2 separate regions of the Mus musculus genome follow, and region 2 is linked to region 1. Evidence: chromatin contacts called from public Hi-C data. All regions are on one chromosome and are shown on one strand. Each heading gives the region's core, a stretch centred on a gene start, on an enhancer-like site or on the middle of the called end of the contact. The rest is flanking DNA. Distances are from core to core; before and after follow the strand shown. Region 1 overlaps Chrm3 (cholinergic receptor, muscarinic 3, cardiac). Region 2 overlaps Gm26861 (a long non-coding RNA gene).

Evidence for each region. Hi-C and Micro-C count contacts between places; a contact is called where the count stands out from the background.
Region 2: a Hi-C map of cerebral cortex shows a contact between it and region 1, with 1.8 times the contacts expected there. The contact joins two enhancer-like sites. A contact is called at or near these places in 1 of 39 promoter capture datasets (hippocampal neurons) and 4 of 484 Hi-C or Micro-C datasets (cerebral cortex, cortical neurons and embryonic fibroblasts).

Annotation. Positions count from the first base shown.
Region 1 is chr13:9,887,377-9,892,736 of GRCm38.p6, reverse strand. All of the region lies in intron 4 of Chrm3 (cholinergic receptor, muscarinic 3, cardiac), which reads left to right. Among named protein-coding and RNA genes, the nearest start is that of Gm40665, 94 kb to the right of the region's middle. Within about 2 kb of position 2,081, at least 21 of the 459 cell types and tissues checked have an H3K27ac peak or open chromatin away from gene starts, as enhancers often do. A contact at or near this core is called in cerebral cortex, where this site is marked.
Region 2 is chr13:10,650,592-10,655,526 of GRCm38.p6, reverse strand. It overlaps Gm26861 (a long non-coding RNA gene), which reads right to left. Exons shown (of 7, transcript XR_001780860.2): 5 at 2,873-2,936; 6 at 536-646. Among named protein-coding and RNA genes, the nearest start is that of Gm40666, 21 kb to the left of the region's middle. Within about 2 kb of position 1,911, at least 41 of the 459 cell types and tissues checked have an H3K27ac peak or open chromatin away from gene starts, as enhancers often do. A contact at or near this core is called in cerebral cortex, where this site is marked.

The sequences.
Region 1 (5,360 bases), core at 832-3,331:
TTTTACAATGTGTTATTAATATTTCAAGACACTGAAAGTTATGTGGTGGTGATATGTTTGAGGCAGCATCGGAGATGGGAATGGTTCGTGGTACCTGAAGCAGGGTCCAGGCCTTGACTTACTGTTTCTCTCATCATCAAGCCTTGATGTGACAAGAGAAGAAAAGTACTGAGCTGATGAATGTAGCACAAAACAAAATCTGGAGCCATGTTTGGCAGCAGAGGAAAGGTTGCTACCATTGGAAAACAGATATACCAGAGACCATATTTATTTGGGGTAGATTCCTTCTAGCCCTGGTGGATATGCCTTCCAATTTAAAATATCATACAGAAGAAAGAAATAGATGTTTCCATGGAGACAACTTCTCAGGACTCCTGCCTCATTATCATATCTGATTTAAGTATTTTCTGGAATCAGTTTGAATATCATCTATGCACCATTTTTCCTTCAGTAGCCATGGATTGTATAACATCTGGCCAGAGGTTTTCCTAAAAAAATCGTGTAATTGTAAGCAATCCCTTCAATTCCCACCCATCCACCCACGTATGCATTACTTACAGATTGATCATTGCATGAGAATTCAATTAGCATTTACCTTTAGGTCTCTAATTAAGAATTTTAAGCTGGCTGAATCTATCCTTTCTTTGGAAGTCAGAAAAGATACCTGCAGCTGGATGTGGAGCCATTTTTCACAACCATATGCTAATTATGTTCCAGGACACATGACTACTTTTGGCTTGAGTTACCTAGCAACCTCCCCAAAACACTCCCCTGACACAGGATTGTTTCTCAGTGACCTCTTCTTAATTATTCTTCATCATTGTTAGAAAATCTAACCACTTATGTTATTTACTTGACCTGATTTGTCTCTTTCTCCTCATTTAACAACTACTTGCATGATAGGGTTAGTTTACAATTGGGCCCCTTTAACTGGGGCTTTAACTGCCGTCTTACTAACAAAGAGAAATCACTCTCCTTTTTTATCTTACCTCTGTCTTGGTTAAATATGATTACCTAGTGGCATACAGTTGGAACCTGTGGGTTCGCAAACCATTTTAAAAGCTAATTAAGCCTTCAGCAACCTAATTCGTGGGAATTTGTTACAAATCCCTCACAGTATCAGAATACCCAGAATTCTGTTTGCATCTGTTTGTTGAGATGTTTTGGAAAGGAAATTTTATTACCTCTAGTTCATGAACTCAAACACTCTTAGTTTCTTAGTTATACACACAACTTAAAAAAAAAAAACTTTCAGTCTCTTAACAATAACTAGATCATGTAGATTAGTATTGGAACTTGGAAAAAGACTCAGTGTTCAAGTAATAAAGCTAAAACTTCAAGTACCCTCAAAATGCCCCTGAGAGAAAAGAGAGTGATGACATTTCATATTCATAATCTTGTGTGCATTTTCTTAACAGAACAGACAGCAAAATTACATAAGCTTCCGTCTCCAAAGTCTGTATCTACCCCTGGTGGGAATATTTTGAAATACAAATTTTATTTAAAAACCTTTTCTTGAAGAATCTGTGTTTCAGCTTGGCATGGGGGTATACACCTGCAGTATGAGTATTCAGGAGGTAGAGGAAGGGAGATAAAGAGGTCAAAACTACTCTTGGCTACATGGTAAGTTTGAGGTGCCTGTGCTACATGGCCAGGGATATGTGGAGAGAGAGAAAAGGAAAGGAGACTCTTCCTAGTTGAATAGAGTACTTGAGATGAGGTGCTGAGTGATCAGTCAGCAGAGACACACTGTGGGGCCAGTGCTCCTTTGTCAGTAGAATGATGCTAAAAAGCAGACAGAAAACAGCAGACTTCTGTAGCCTGCCATTGACCCTGACACATTCATTAATGTCTTTACCAAGAAGCTAGGTGATATACTAATGAGCTTCCCTAAACCTCAGTGGTTGCAAGCACCCAGGTTCACTGAGCTGTCAGGATCAAGGGAAGGTGGGCCACAATCTTAACACTGCTTCCTGTTAAAGCCAGCCTACAGAATTCTTTTCCATTCAGCCCTGAGTGCTACCAACGGCTTGTGCAGAATGATTCAACCAGGCTCGCTCAGCGGTCCAGAACAGCAGGGCCTTTGTCATAGCCACAGTGAAGTGCTAGCTGTAAGGAGGTCCACTCCTTCAGTGTTCCAAAGGGTTAGGGTTTTATCCCGTTGGTCCTGGGTGATCACTACTAGGCTGGGATGAGCCAGGTTTGTACTGGTGCCCCCAACAGGGGCATGAGCAGTTTTAAACTGCAGACTAGCCAGCGATCTGGGTGCAAGGTGGTGGTGCCAGGAATGAAAGGAAAAGTAATGCTTGCTTCCAGGAGCTTAAACTCAAGTGTGAACAGGAGGAGAAACTGACACGAACCGTGCACAGTAAATGCATGTGTGGAGATAGTATGAGGTTAGTCTATACAATTGTATGTGTTTATAATTACAATTTTTAAAGTAAGAATTGAAGGAATTCGAAGGATTAGCTTTGGGTTCTCTTACTACACCTTTCCTGGTTTGAAGAGCCATATCAGCCTTGAGTTGGAGCTGGCAGTGTACCAGGATGAAAGCAATCACTGGGTTAATGACTACAAGAGGACCTCATGACCCTGTGGCTGAAGATATGTAAAGGGATGGAGAGGTTTTGAGTTTTGTTTATCTTTAAGCATTCTTTCATACTTTTATACATGAAGACAATGTGTTTAGATCATATAAACCCTGTGCAACTACTCCCAACTCCTCACAGACCTCTCCCCATCCCCTGCTCAGTCTTCTGTCTCTCCTCCTCCTCCTCCTCCTCCTCCTCCTCCTCCTTCTCCTCCTCCTCCCCCTTCTCCTCCTCCTCCTCCTTCTCCTCCTCCTCCTCCTCCTCCTCCTCCTCTTCCTCCTCCTCCTCCTTCTCCTCCTCCTCCTCCTCCTTCTCCTCCTCCTCCTCCTTCTCCTCCTCCTCCTCCTCCTCCTCCTCCTTCTCCTCCTCCTTCTCCTCCTCTTCCTCTTCCTCCTCCTCCTCTTCCTCCTCTTCTTCCTCCTCCTCCTCCTCCTCCTCCTCCTCCTCCTCCTCCTCTTACCTCTCTTCCTTCTTTTCATACTGCCCAAATGCACACAGGTATGGGTGTCACCCACTAGAGCATGGGCAATCTACTATGGACCACTAGACTGAGGAAAACCGCCTTTCCCTCCTCCCTTCACCCCGCAGCCATCAATTGCCCACAGGGACCAAGAGGGATTTGGGGTTGGATGGAGATCTCAGCTAAGGGTGGATCTCCTTAGCTCACACCCAGAGAGGGATTATCGTAAAGTATCGGAGTCTGACGCTCACAGTCTACATCTAACAACTACCACTTAACCACTCAGAGGTGTCTTGGACAAGCTGCTCCTTAGCTTCTCTGAGCCTTTGTTTCCTCATACAGAAAATATTCTAGTGACCTAAAGCTTTAGTCTAAATAATATAGGTGATATATAGATGAGTGGTATGTGGAAGCACTCATTATAGGGTGGGTAATATCAATAATTACAGCTGGGTGATGTTTTACAACAAGGGATGTAACAAGGCGATGGCCCGTGATGGTGCTTTATCTTATCTCAAATGCAATAAGATGCATTGAATCTGACATCATGAAGACTTTGACATTTTAATTTACAAGTTATCAATTGCAAAAAATAAAATTCAATTTCTTCATAGAAGATTTGCCACTCTCCTGCAGTGTATCAATTGTATCACTATCTGATGCATGCTACCCTCATTAAGACATAGTCTGTGGGGGCTAAAAGGATTCATAGTTGGTAAGAGCACTCGCTGCACATTTATGAGGACCTGAGTTCAGCTCCCTGTCACCCATGTAAAAAACAGGCCAGACTGGACATTCCTGTAACCTAAAACTATCTGTGCCTAGGGGCTGGGGGGGGGGGGGTCTGGAGAATCACTGGGGGTTACAGACAGGCAGTCTAGCTAAAGTAACAAGGCAGCATTTCAGTGAAAGACACTATCTTTAAAAAAAAAAAAAAAACAGTAAAGACTGAGAAAAAAGTGCCTGTTATTCTGGCCCCCACTCGCCTAAACACAGGCAAACATACCTATAATGAGCACACACACACATGAAGTTAATTAAAACACAATAATAGCATTAATTAAGATCTAGTCCATGCCAGAGATCTCATCACATCACACTGGGCTCTCTGTTTTACATGCACTGTCTGAGAGGAGAGAGGTGAGCCTCGGAAAGTGGAGATACACACTGTCAACTTGCAGACTGTGTAGCTAGGTCTAAAACACATACACTCCTTGTTGTGTGCAGGGCCACACATGCCTTACCCCTGACCCTGATGGAACTCCCAGGAGAAAGAAAAATATTCCTCAAACACAGTTATCATGGTAGAATGCTTGTGCACAGTCCCAGGGGGTGGGGGGTGAGTCGTGTGTCCGTCAGAACCTGTACGATTCGATGGAGACCTCTGAGGATAATTCCAGGCACCAAGTCTCACTGTTCAGCCTGAACTTGTCACCTTCTGTTTGCTTATGTTAGGATTTCTTCTTCTTCAGCCTGGATGAATCTATTTGTATTGATTTCACACTTTGGGTATTTAATTTTTTTTTTCAGTCTTATCCCTCTCCTGTTTTGGTTTTTTGTTTGTTTGTTTGACTGGCTCAACCTTCTTCCTTGCCTCTTTGTTCTAAGTCCCGTAGGGCCAGAATTCACACTACCATGAGCTCTAGTTTCCAGTTGATACAGGAAATTCAGAACAAGAGGTCATTGTTTTCTAATATTTAATGGCATGACCACTGCCAAAGTATACATTTTATTATTATTTTATTTTGATTCTCACATATTTCTCTACATTCATTTCCACATATAGTAGTTTTAGTGGTAAAACCCCCATCTTTAATGCTTACATATCAAATTTAAAGGATTGAATTTACACTTTACATTTTAATCTCAGTCTGCCAATGCCCTTGGCATTTAATGAATACAGCTGTAAGCTCCTGGCCCATCATCTGCTTCATCTGAATCCTTTCATATCTTCTCCCTTCTTGGATCTGCTGCGCAGTTGTAGAGTGTGGGGCAGACAATTGCTATCTGGTTCATTTAGACACGAGAACCTGACACATTAGGCTTCCATTCTCCACTAACACGGTAATAGAGCTTGTGGGGAGAGATTGTTCTGGAAACCAGCTATTTTATTTTGGGAAGGATTTTGGAGATTTGTGTTGGCCTCGCTGATGCTGAGCTCTGCAACATTTCATTTAGAGAAGTTTTCAGCAAACACACTATCTCATGCACTCTGCTGCCCTGGAAATTCCACTTGAGCCAAGGACGTGGTGTGCCAACTACTGGATGCTGGATGGCCCCTTGTTTCTTTCCAAACATGTGTGGCACTA
Region 2 (4,935 bases), core at 662-3,161, 760 kb before region 1:
TCTCTTTGGTGATTTTTAGAATTTTTCTAGGTTTTGTACATTACTAGAAATATTATCTTTCATGAGGTAAATTATTTCCAATAATTTAAGATCTTACGCAGAGTACTTTCATAAAATACTTGCCCCATAAGTTCATTCCAATTACGTAAATTAGAAAGCTTGAGAGCTCAGATATGAACCCCAAATGAGAAAGCAATCAAAGCAAGGTCACACTTTGGTCCAATTACTTTAGGGTTGTTGTTGAAGAGGCAAGAAAGAAAATATGTGCCTATCCCTGTCTAGGTTTTTGTGTCACATACAAATTCATGGATATATTGGGTACCTAGGGGATGTTAAATGTATTCTCTGAGCTTTGTCCCTTCAGCCAGGATTCTCTGTAACTCCAACTTCAGCCAGGACTCTCTGTGACCCTCCCTTCAGCCAGGACTCTCTGTGACAGCATTTTAAATTCATGATTATTGAGTTAGCATCCACAGTGAAACCCCAAATCAGAGATGAAGCACTATACCATAATATATTTTCTTATTATACATACAAGGATGAAAGGGTCTCCTGTTAAGCTTTGAAGGTGTCTTCTCAAAGTATGTGGCAGAAACTTGCACAATGGCAGGTTGGGCAGGTGCCACTGTTGAGATCTGGCTGGGTCCTGCAAGAGTGGAGAAGATGAAGAAATGAATTCTGTGAATACTCTCTCCCCTTTCTTCCCTCCTTCATTCCCTCCATTCCTTCCTCTTTCCATGTCTCTCCACCTCATATTTTCCTTCCATCTTCTACAATAGTATTATATAACAAGAATAACCTCACTAAAAACTAGTCCCCTGATCATGGACCTCCCAAACTCAATAACCATGAGCTATTAAAAGTCTGATTATCCTAAATTACCCAGTTGAGGTTATTCTATGAAATCAGCAGAAACATATTCAAATGGCTTCCTGCCATGATTATTTATTTCAATGTCTATATTTTTTTAAAGGTAGTATACTCCCTTGAATACAACTTTCCCTGGGACATCAATGGCAAACTGGGAAAATTTTCTTTGGATACTTCCAAGGGTATGAGTTGTGTGTGTTTATGTGTTTGTGTGTGTGTGTGTGTTTGTGTGTGTGTGTGTGTGTGTGAGAGAGAGAGAGAGAGAGAGAGAGAGAGAGAGAGAGAGAGCTAAAAGAGTCCTTCAACTCCAAGAACATGTCAGTGTGATTAATGTTATAATAGATATAAGCACCAGGAGGCTGATGGAGGAAGAAGCGGCCCCCCTGTGAGCCTGTGGGATGAGGACATGGGCAGTTTTCCAGAAGAACAGTTCGCCAGCCAGCTCATGTTTCCCTTCTCCTTCCATGGCTAATGCAATTTCACCTCTGACTTTAACATTCTGTTTGGGATTTTATTCTTACCTCTTCTCTCATGCTTTGCTTTATTTTCTGCCCAATAATCCTCTTTTCAACAACACAGCCAGCTCTTGTTGGCTTAGCTATCAGATTAAGCTGATGGCAAATCCTAAAAACCCTAGCCATCTCTGCTGTATCCTGAGGAGGTTGGAGATGTTAGTCCATGAAACGTAGCTGGAGCAGGGCATTGGAGAGGAACAACAACAAAAAGGAGCTTAGGGAGCCAAAGGCTCAGAAAGAATGTCAGAACTGGCAGGGGAGGGTTTGCAGAGCATCCCGGGGGACACGCTCTCAGTGGACATGAACAGATGGTGGAAAAGAAAAATTATATATAGACACACACATATATTTAAAAGCTGTAGAGCATGGCCCATGGAGCTCGAGTAGGTTGACAATTAGCATACCATATTATCTATTATTTTTAGTTTGCAGATCCCTATTTATTTCTCTCAAGGAGTGCTCTTAGCATGCCACAGATTTTGAAATGAGGGACTCAGGGAAGGGTGGGTGAGATTAGGAGAGATCAGAGTGACTCAGTGGAAAATGAGCGCAGATGCTATGGCACAGTGCCATCCCATCTTCCTGGGCAGGCACACAGACTGGCTAATGAAATTGTCGGGGACTTTGCTGGGGCTCCAGAGCTCTTGGCTCCAGGGACTCCGTGGTGAGGCACATCCAAGCTTTTTTTCTCGCCTTCCACCTTACACATGACAGCATGTGCTCTGAGAGTCCTGGGGTTCGTGGACCCCTTCCTTAGTTTCTCAGCTTGAGCATACATTAATCTCAGGAACCTTTTTTTCTATGTTAAAAAAATAAAAAAGATTGAGCCTGGTTTAGCTGTTCCCTGAAAGGTTCTGCCAGAGCCTGACTAATACAAACGTGGATGCTCACATTTGGACTGAGCAAAGAGTCCCCAATGGAGGAGTTAGAAAAAGGACTGAAGGACCTGAAGGAGTTTACAACCCCATAGGAAGAACAACAATATCAACCAACCAGACCACCCCAGAGCTCCCAGGGACTAAACCACCAACCAAAGACTACACATGGAAGGACTCATGGCTCCAGCCGCATGTGTAGCAGAGGATTGCCTTATCTGGCACCAATGGGAAGGGAGGCTCTTGATCTTGTGGAGGCTCAATGTTCCAGCATAGAGGAATGCTAAGGAGGTGAGGCGGGAGTGGGTGGGTGGGTGGGAGACCACCCTCATAGAAGCAGGGCAGGGGGCATGATATAGAGGGTTTGCAGAGGGGAAAGTGGCAAGGGAGATAACATTTGAAATGTAAAGAAATAAAATAACCAATGAAAGACAGATAGATAGATAGATAGATAGATAGATAGATAGATAGATAGACAGATAGATAGACAGATAGATAGATAGACAGACAGATGCTAAAAAGTCCAAGAGGAGACAGAAGAAAAAAAAAAGAAAATGATTATTATTAAAAAGTGTGTTGTGTAAAATGAAAAACAAATATGAGGAATAATACCTTGAGTTATTCATGGCCCCAAATATCTTCTTCTTGTGTTTTGTTCAACACTGTAGGACATATACTGAAAGAGGAAAGGCAGAGCAATGTATTGGTGTGATGACACATGAACTCATAACTAGCTAATGGGAAGATGTGAAAATAAATCTACTGAAGAAAGATTGTGGGATTTCAGGGCCCCTTGGAAATTTCAGCTTATCCTCATAGCACTATGGTCATTTCTACTATCTGGACTAATCTAACCAAATCAAAATCATAGGAAGAGTAACAAATATGGAAAGTGCAAAACCTGTGTTGTCAATTCAGGATCCATGTTTATTTAAAGAATCTGTGAGAAAAGATCAGGAAGTAGACTGTTTTTATTTTTACTTCCTTTGGTAGTCTTCTTCCCGTTAGCTTAATCTCCCTCATTCTTTTTTTTTTTTTTTTTTTTTTTTGCTAGAAAGTGAGCAATCTCAATCTCTCTCTCTCTCTCTCTCTCTCTCTCTCTCTCTCTCTCTCTCTCTCTCTCTCTCTCTCCCTCTCTCTCTCTCTCTCTCTCTCTCTTTCTCTCTCTCTCTCTCTCTCCCCAAAAATCCCACACAGGCCAACCAACATCAATGTACTCTCATATGAATTAGTCAAACCATTCTGTCTAGATTTCCTTTTGCCTTTAAATCCAAACCAATGATTTGAAAACGTATTTTATTAGTTGATGCATTGCCATTGGACTCAGGAAGCCAATGAAGGTGGAGTGAAGTCAGGATGTAAATGATGGGTATGAAGGGGTAAGTGACAAAACAAATAGGTATAGGGTCCAGGGAGATAGCTAAGTTGTTAGAGAGCAAACCTTAGAAGCATGGGGATATAAGTTCGGTCCCCAGAAGACATGGATTTTTGTTTTGTTTTTTGTTTTTTTTTTTTTTTTTTGCTTTGGGTCAGGTTTATAATGTGAATCCAACACAGGGATGAAATAAGAGAATACAGGGGCTCGCTGGTAAGTTAAATCTGTGGGTTCCAGGGTGGTGAGGACTGTATCTGTAAAAAAATTAAATAAACAAATAAACAAATAAGCAAATAAGTAAATACGGAAATAAAGAAATAAAAAGTGAATGGCATCTGAGTAATAATAGACAAATCTACCCTCCGGCTTTCACACATGCACAGGCACATGTGCATATACACATACACAGACACACATACAAATACAAATATACACACATGTAAACATATATAAACCCACATATACACACCCATACAGCCATACACATACACACAAAATATACATAAATATAGGTTATAAATAATGTTAATATTAACATCTTAGTTATGCAAATTATAACTTTATCTATAATAACAGCGAATAAGTCTGTATTTGTTACATCCCTTACATGTTTGGATATTGAAAATCTTGACACTCATACTTCATTAAATTTTTACAAACTCTTTGAAGTAGTTCTATCAAGATACTAACAGCTCAAATCAAAGGAAATAGAAGCCGGGCAGGCTGAGGAAGGTCCTTTCAATTCAGCATCTCCTAATTCTAAGTCAAAGTCGCTTTCAGAGACTTTAGCCCTCTCTGTGTTTCATTTCCCTCACAGCCATACTGTCAAACTTCATGCTCACAAACTTCAAAGATGCTGGTTACATATTAACCTGTTCCTTTCTCACAGCTCAGGGTTAAATATCACCCTCTGGCTTTCACACATGCACCGGCACATGTACACACACACACACACACACACACACACACACACACATACACACATACAAATATACATATACACACATGTAAACATATATAAACACACACACACACACATACACACATACAAATATACATATACACACATGTAAACATATATAAACACACACACACACACACAAGTGTGTGTGTCCAATGTATTTGTAAATAGCCAATCATCCTCTTTTATTGTTGGAAGCTGTTGTCCCACATGACAATTTTATCTTATAGTTTTCAATAAAGAAGTGTTTGCTGTACTCTTGCTCACAATGGTATTTGCACAAGCTGTACCTTCCTAACAGATATCACAGTGGCACCCAGTCAAGGAAAGCCTCGTGGT